Linked DNA regions of Sus scrofa: region 1 is linked to region 2. The links are chromatin contacts, called in public HiChIP or PLAC-seq maps. All regions are on one chromosome and are shown on one strand. Each heading gives the region's core, a stretch centred on a gene start, on an enhancer-like site or on the middle of the called end of the contact. The rest is flanking DNA. Distances are from core to core; before and after follow the strand shown. Region 1 overlaps DAG1 (dystroglycan). Region 2 has its middle 6.0 kb from the start of GPX1.

Region 1 (3,925 bases), core at 351-2,850, 140 kb after region 2:
CCTCCAGGTGATGAAGGCACTGTATTTTATGATTCTGTGTTGAGGGGGAACTGCCTGTGGGTTCCCATTAGAGAAGGCTCCAGGTGATTTCCAGATGGTGAAGGCATTTGGTCTTTGACCTTTGTGTTAGAGACAGTGAGGGTAGAGCCGTTGGCTTTTAACAGATAAGAAAATGACATGATACCACCAGAGGGGAGCTGAAAATCTCTAAATGCTCAGTCTTAATCCTCTGATAGGGTAGAGGGGAAGCAGAGCCCACAGGGCTTCTCCCAGCCTGGGAGTAGTCCTGGGGCAGTTCAGAACAGTCCAGAGGAGGCCACTGTACAGGAACTGATTCTCAGTACAACAGAATCCTGTGTAGAAATAAGCCCATTTTTATTGCAGGCACTGCAGACTCCTTATCGTTGTGACAGGATTATTGACCTTGGCTGTTTTATTTTGAATTTGGATCTGGGGTGGCAAAAGCAGGACACTTGTGTGTATACAAGTTCCTTAGCTGGTCTGCTCATGCAGGTTGTCTGAAGCACAGAAACATTACACACATAAGATGATATGAGTGACTAGATTAAGATTGTTTGTATTTTGTATGTATGCGTATATGTGTGTTTTTTGTTGTTGTTGTTTTGTTTTTTTGTTTGTTTGTTTTTGGCTGCACCCACGGCACACGGAAGTTCCCAGGCCAGGGCTCCAACCTCTCCTCAGCAGTGACTTGAGCCATAGTAGTGACAACACCACCCCAGATCCTTAATTCACTAGGCCACCAGGGAACTCCTGTATATATATTTTAAGGGTTTTTTTTTTCCTTCCCCTCTTGCACCTGTGGCATATGGAAGTTCCCAGGCCAGGGATTGAATCTGAGCTGCAGCTGCAGTAGTGCCAGATCCTTAACCTGTTGAGCCGTAGTGAGAAACCTAAGGTGTGTATTTGTGTCAGGTCCTTTTCTTTTCATGCATCACCTTACCTAATGAATATATGTTATACTTGGAAAAAGTTAAAGAAAAGAGGAGTTTGATTTAGGAAGTGTTTAAAATTAAATATTAACTGTTAAATGGCTCTATAAGACAGGCTAACCATGCGCTATGGAGGGGACTGTCATCTGGCACCCAGCAAGCAGGCCCAGTTGGCACTGAGTTTCAGTTATTTGTTCATTAAAGCAGATGGTTTTTGAGTCACTGTCATGTCCAGGGCACTGTGCTAGGCCCTGGAAATCGATTGGTGATGGATAAGAGAGGATTGGGCCCTACCCCTGCCCTGAAGAAAAGAGTGTGGATAAGTGATTATTGTTTCCCTTCAGTTGATTTTTTTTTTTTTTTTTTGGGCTTTTTAAGGCCATACCTGCAGCATACAGAAGTTCCCAGGCTAGGGGTCAAATCAGAGCTGCAGCTGCTGGCCTACGCCATAGCCACAGAAATGCCAGATCTGAGCTGCATTTATGACCTACACTGTAGCTCATGGCAGTGCCAGATCCTTAATGAGGCCAGGGATTGAATCCACATCCTTATGGATATTAGTTGGGTTTATTACTTCTGAGCCACAGCGGGAACGCCTCAGTTAATCTTTTTCAGAAGAAGTGTAGTTTGGAGAACCTGATGGTACTGCCATGTGCCTCTGATTCATCGTAAGGGGAAGTGGGGGGCATAAGGGATCAGGGAGAGGATCTTAGCTTGTAAGCCATTCTAGATTATTTTCAAAGCCAAGCTGACATTTGGGTACACATTGATGTGTCTGTGTCCTATTGAGCCATTTCCTGACCCTGATGCCTTAGGCGATTCTGATGGGGTCTTCGAGATGGAGTTGCAGGGAGTGGTCACAGTGAACTGTGGGTACCCCTTTTGGTTTGATAATGATTTGGATGAGGGTGTGTGTTAGGGGGGCTTTGCAGGATAATTGAGGAAGCTGCAGGAGGAGATGGGAGGGGAATTAGGAAAGATGAACCTTGGAACGGGGTAGGGAGGGAGAAGATCACTCACAGTGTGCAGAGGAACTTTGCCATATTTGCTGTTTTTTGTTTTTTTGTGGCCTTGCCTATGGCATGTGGAAATTTCTAGGCCTGGGATTGAACCCAGGCCACAGCAGTGACCAAGCCATAGCAGTGACAGCACTGGATCCTTAACTGCTAGGCTACCAGGGAACTCTTGTGTTTTCTCTTTTAATCCCTAAGTCAGCTGAAGGAGGTTGGAGGTGAGGAGTGCAGTGGGTTACTGTCTGGGGATGGAGAGGAGTGGAGACTAGAGGCCACTATGGGGCCATGTCAGCTAGTGGTAGGGGTGGGAGATGGGGATGGAGGCTTTGGCCAACCATGAGAGGATGGAGTTCTGGTGGCATAGATAGAGCCAGCTGAACAGAAACAGAGGCTGTGAGATTGTACTAGCCCAGAGTTGAGGAGCCTAAAAGACAATGCTGGTGTGCTTGACCTGGGGAGGAAGTTAAAACTTTTCAGTCTCTGGGAATCAGGAAAGTCTACTGTGGAAGGGAGTAATGACTGGATACATTGTCAGGATTTGGGGGCACCTTGTTTTTAAAAAAAACCTCAACACCTTTACTATATCCCTGGGAACCAGTTGAGAGGGATAAGGGAGCTATGCAGGTAGCTACAACATGAGCTTAGTAAGCAGCAAAGCTATTGGAGTGTGGGACCTGGATGAACAGCCAGTGGTGGTTCCCAAGGCCCAACCCCTGAAAGAGAGGTCACCACACAGTTGCCTATGAGGCCACCCTCTCTGTTCTGTGCTTCCTGTTGGGATTGTCTTTTTGCATATGCTGTTTCATAAAGTCCTCAAGCTCTTCCAGGGCTGGTTTTATGTTTATTTCATCTTATTTTTAAAATATATGTTTCTAAATTTAAAAAACTTTACTAGTGTAAGATGAAACAAAAATGGAGAAAACAACCCCCCCCCCAAAAAAAAAAGTATAGCTTAGTGAATTATAAGGTCAAGAAACAGAGCATTGTTGGTTTCACTACAGGTCCCTTTGTGGGCCCCAACTCTGCCACAACTCCCCTCCCGTTCCTTCCCAAGGTGATCCCATCTTGTCTTTTTGTATCCATTTCCTTGCTTTTAACAATTGTTTTATCTCTGAAATGTCTATCCTTAGACACTGCATTTTAATTTTGTCTTTTTTTTAAGTTGGCATATCTTTTAAGTTGGCATATCTTATAAGTTGCTTTATTTACGTTTTCTCCCCTCTGTCCCTTTTCTCTGTAATTATCTACTGAAGAACCCGGGCTTTTAGACTTGTAGAATCTCCCACAGTCCAGATTCAGCAGATTGTGTTCGAGGGTGCTGTTCAACATGCTTTTCTCCATATTTCCTGTGAATCGGTAGCAGGATCTCAAGGCTTGGTCAGCCTCAGGTTTGGTCCCTTTGACAAGACTGAGGTGGTTTGGGTCTTCCTCCGGAGTGCTGCTTTCTTTTTTTTTTTTTTGTCTTTTGTTGTTGTTGTTGTTGTTGTTGCTGTTTCTTAGGCCGCTCCCGCGGCATATGGAGATTCCCAGGCTAGGGGTTGAATCAGAGCTGTAGCCACCGGCCTACGCCAGAGCCACAGCAATGTGGGATCCGAGCCGCGTCTGCAACCTACACCACAGCTCACGGCAACGCCGGATCGTTAACCCACTGAGCAAGGGCAGGGACCGAACCCGCAACCTCATGGTTCCTAGTCGGATTCGTTAACCACTGCGCCATGATGGGAACTCCTGCTTTCTTTCCTTTTATTTATACTTTGCTCATAGCAGGTACTCAGAGCACCACTTCTGTGACAGGGTAGTGGGGCCTGAGGAAAGGCCAGGCCCAGCTCAGCCTCTCAGTTGCTCTGCAGTCCTTGTCAAACCAGTTTCCCTGGCACAGGTGTTGCAAGAGGAAAAGCCCAGATGTGTTCCCTGGCCTAAATCACTGAGATGGGTTCATAGTCCTGTCACTCTCTCAGGCCC
Region 2 (4,059 bases), core at 948-3,447:
AATTTTTTTAAAAGTGTAATGGATTTAAAGTGTTGTGCCAGAGTTCCCACTGTGGTTCAGCGGAAATGAATCTAACTGGCATCCATGAGCACACAGGTTTGATCCCTGGCCTCACTCAGTGGGTTAAGGACCCAGCGTTGCTGTGAGCTGTGGTGTAGGTTGCAGATGCAGCTCAGATCCTGCGTTGCTGTGGCTGTGACATAGGCTGGCAGCTACAGCTCCAATTTTACCCCGAGCCTGGGAACCTCCATATGCTGTGGATGCAGCCTTAAAAAAAGAAAAAATAAAGTGTGCCGTAGGGCTTCTTTAGATTCGCACACATGTATAGGCATAGTTATGTGCTGGGGACAGAGGAAGAGGAGGCTGGGGTAACATACTTCTCTTGCAAGGGTGCTCAGATCCCCTCCATTTGCCCCCCTGTGGAGCCAGTTGGCCTGCAGGACTGTAGGACACCACCCAAGGTGGGCTGCATATGTCTTTGAATACTCCATTTGGATTAAGTGAGCTTGTTCTGTGGACTCCTACCTTGGCCTTTCTGGCCACAACTACACTGGGCCTGGTAGAGAGGATAGGGTTTCTGTCTGCAGGATAAATGATGGAAAGGCTACTGGGCCTCTGCCAGCACATCACTGTCATATCCTGTCAGTCTCAATGCCTCTGGATGCAACTAAGGGAATACCACCAGCGAGTGGCCCACCTAGTTGATGTTTTTGTTTTTGTTTTTTCACATGACAAGTCAGCATTTGAATTCGTGGGTAGGTCAAAGTTGAAGAATGTCAGATCTCACGTTTGCTTCTCTCTTATGCCCAGGGCCAGGGCCTGTGAACCCTCACTCCTTGGGCAAGAACTTCTCTCATTTGAGCTCCTCCTTCCCATCCCAGCAGCGCTCAATGCCCAGTAACTTGCTGACCAGCCCCAGCTGGGATCTTTTTTTTTTTGTCTCTTGTCTGTATAGGGCTGCACTCAAGGCATATGGAGGTTCCCAGGCTAAGGGTCTAATCAGAGCTGTAGCTGCCAGCCTATACCAGACCCACAGCAATACCAGATCCAAGCTGCATCTTCGACCTATACCACAGCTCATGGCAACGCCGGATCCTTAACCCACTGAGCGAGGCCAGGGGTCGAACCCACAACCTCATGGTTCCTAGTCAGATTCGTTTCCGCTGCACCAAGACGGGAACTCCTCTGGGCTTTATTTTAGTGCCAGCCCAGGTGTGTCACACCTCCATGTATAAAAGCATGCTCTTCCAGCCTATTTGGTGATTGTAAAAACAAAAACCTGCCAAATTCATAGTACTCTGACAGGGATCCCTGCCCATTCTTTATAAATCCATGCTGTGTTCTCTTGGGGAAATCTATAGCCAGTTCCAGTATTTTTTTTACCCAGTATTACCCCAAAGTTAGAACCTGTATGAAAAGACTGATCAAGATAGAAATGCCTCTTTAAAAATAAGCTGCTTTTTTTTTTTTTTTTTTTTTTTTGCTATTTTTTTGGGCCGCTCCCGCAGCATATGGTGGTTCCCAGGCTAGGGGTCGAATCGGAGCTGTAGCCACTGGCCTACGCCAGAGCCACAGCAACGCGGGATCCGAGCTGCGTCTGCAACCTACACCACAGCTCACTGCAATGCCAGATTGTTAACCCACTGAGCAAGGGCAGGGACCAAACCCGCAACCTCATGGTTCTTAGTCGGATTCGTTAACTACTGCGCCACGACGGGAACTCCGAAAATAAGCTTGTTTTAAATAATGTTTGTAGAACGACATTGAGACAGAATAAGGAAGTCATCTGATACAGGGGTAATTGTGCAAGAAATGCCTGAATCAGATGAATTTTATCTTTTTTTTTCAGTTCTATGGAGGTATACTTGACAGATAAAATTGTAAAATATTTAGTGTGTACATTGTGATTTAATCTACATATATATATTTTATCAGATATTATGTTTTTAAAAAAACACCAAAAAAAAATTTAACAGCAGCATTTCTGGAAGAACTACTAAAATGGAGGCTCTGAACCTATTGGGAAACAGAAGGGCTCATTCCCTTTTCAGAAGACCTGTGGCCTATATGCTGCTGCCTGCCCCCAGATCAAGCGATGTCCTGGAGGCACTACTACCAAAGGCCAGGACCTCAGGCAGGCTCACTGGGATTCCTTCACTTTTACTTGTTTAATTTGAGCTGCTGATTCACAATGGGGTGGAGTGGGTACAGGTCAGAGCCAGTAGCAGTTGTGTGGTTGTATGAGAAAGAATGTGTGTGTGTGTGTGCTAGGGGAAGATGTCTAGTTTCTTGGGTAGGAAGATGCAGTGTTAACTGGCTTTATTCTGAGTCTTCCTGAAAAGGAGAGGGTTGGTATGGACAGTTGAAGGGGGCAAGCAGCTTCAAGTCTGAGAAGGAATATTCACCAGCCAGGGTCAGCCACATGGGAATCTCAGAAGTTCCCTTTTCTGGCAGCTCAAGGCATAAACTGAAGAAAAAAAAAAAAAAAGTGGGCATGGAGGGGTGAGTCACCAGGCACCCTGAAGGGAAGAGGTTGGTATCAGTTCAAAAAGGCCTGTGTTCCCACTCCAGAGCCAACAACAGAGTGTGGCTTGGGCCACACTGACCCTTTACAGGAAAGAAGAGAGTTGGAGCAGGAAGGCTGTCCTTATGGGTTCAGCTAAAGGTCATTGAGTAAGATCCTAAATCCCCAGACTTTCCACGTCAACAACTCTGGAGGCTGGTTGTGGATATAGATTTTAACAAGCCCTCAGGTGATTCTCAGGCATTATATATTAGCTCCTAGAACAGGACCTAGTCCATTTGGGGCACAGGCTGTCTTGTTTCAGCTCTAACTGCCCCCCATCCCCCCACCCCACAACAACAAATCTGTACTACATTTGCTAAGGAACACTCAGTCTCTCAGTCCACAAACACTTGTGCAGATAACCGTTTTTATGAAATGCCCCTTCCCTTGGATCCTGACTCTATCCATCTACCTCTTTGCCACCTCACCCAGGATTGTGAGTCAATAGGATTTCGAATAGGTTTAGGCCCCCAGGTCTTCTTGCCGTTCTCCCCAGGTGAGACCTTATCCCCTCCAATGGCTACTTACTGACCTCTTGACTAGAACTTTGTCTCTAACCCAAATTCCTTTTCTGAGCCTCTTGTAAGCACTTGCCCCAGATATCTCCATCTGGATCTGAGCTCATCTCCTTCTTGCACCTGCTTCTCCTTGTGTTCTCCATTTGTCATTGACGCTAACTTTCCACCTCAGGCCCTGGCACAATGAACTCCTTGCCGGTCTGCCCTCCTTCAGCTTCTTCCTTGGCTAGTGGCTTCTTTATTATTATTATTATTTTGTCTTTTCAACGGCCGCACCTGAGGCATATGGAAGTTCCCAGGCCAGGAGTCTAATCGGAGCTGCAGCAGCTGGCCTATACCACAGCCATAGCAACACAGGATCCAAGCCACGTCTGCGACCCACAGCATAGCTCACAGCAATGCTGGATCCTTAACCCACTGAGCAAGGCCAGGGATCGAACCTGCATCTTCATGGATACTAACTAGTTGGGTTCGTTACCTCTGAGCCACAATGGTTCAGCTAAAGGTCAGCTAACTCCCTAAATGCCACATCTTTTCCCTAAATGCCCTTTGCTCCTTTTCGCAACACTCACTTACTCCTGTGTCATGTACTTGACTCTGTTATCACAAAATGCATATTTTGTTCTATGAACGGAGTACAGGGTACTTTGAAAATACATTAGAAAGCCTGGCCCAGCAGAGAGCATCATGCTTGCCTCTTGGAGGGAATGAGTGACAGTGAAGCTGAAGAGTGGTCAAGAAGCCATTAGCCAGTGTAGTTCCCATTGTAGTTCAGTGGTAATGAGACCAACTAATATCCATGAGGACTCGGGTTTGGTTCCTGAGTTGATCAGTCTGCAAGTGACCATCAACAATTCTTGGCCCTGTTTTGAAAGGAAAGTTGTTTTCTTTATATTAAATGACAGACATCTGCTGATTCATGTCAATCACGATGCCCTATGGACCCTGAGGAGATGACCAGCTTCATTCCACCTC

The links. HiChIP or PLAC-seq counts read pairs in DNA pulled down with a chosen protein or histone mark.
Region 1: a contact with region 2 is called in an H3K27ac HiChIP or PLAC-seq map of alveolar macrophages. The contact joins two enhancer-like sites. A contact is called at or near these places in 1 of 47 Hi-C or Micro-C datasets (fibroblasts) and 2 of 2 datasets of contacts at active chromatin or transcription factors (alveolar macrophages and skeletal muscle).

What each region holds. Positions count from the first base shown.
Region 1 is chr13:32,045,106-32,049,030 of Sscrofa11.1, forward strand. All of the region lies in intron 1 of DAG1 (dystroglycan), which reads left to right. Among named protein-coding and RNA genes, the nearest start is that of DAG1, 19 kb to the left of the region's middle. Within about 2 kb of position 1,601, at least 8 of the 83 cell types and tissues checked have an H3K27ac peak or open chromatin away from gene starts, as enhancers often do. A contact at or near this core is called in alveolar macrophages, where this site is marked.
Region 2 is chr13:31,909,339-31,913,397 of Sscrofa11.1, forward strand. No RefSeq gene overlaps it. Among named protein-coding and RNA genes, the nearest start is that of GPX1, 6.0 kb to the right of the region's middle. Within about 2 kb of position 2,198, at least 22 of the 83 cell types and tissues checked have an H3K27ac peak or open chromatin away from gene starts, as enhancers often do. A contact at or near this core is called in alveolar macrophages, where this site is marked.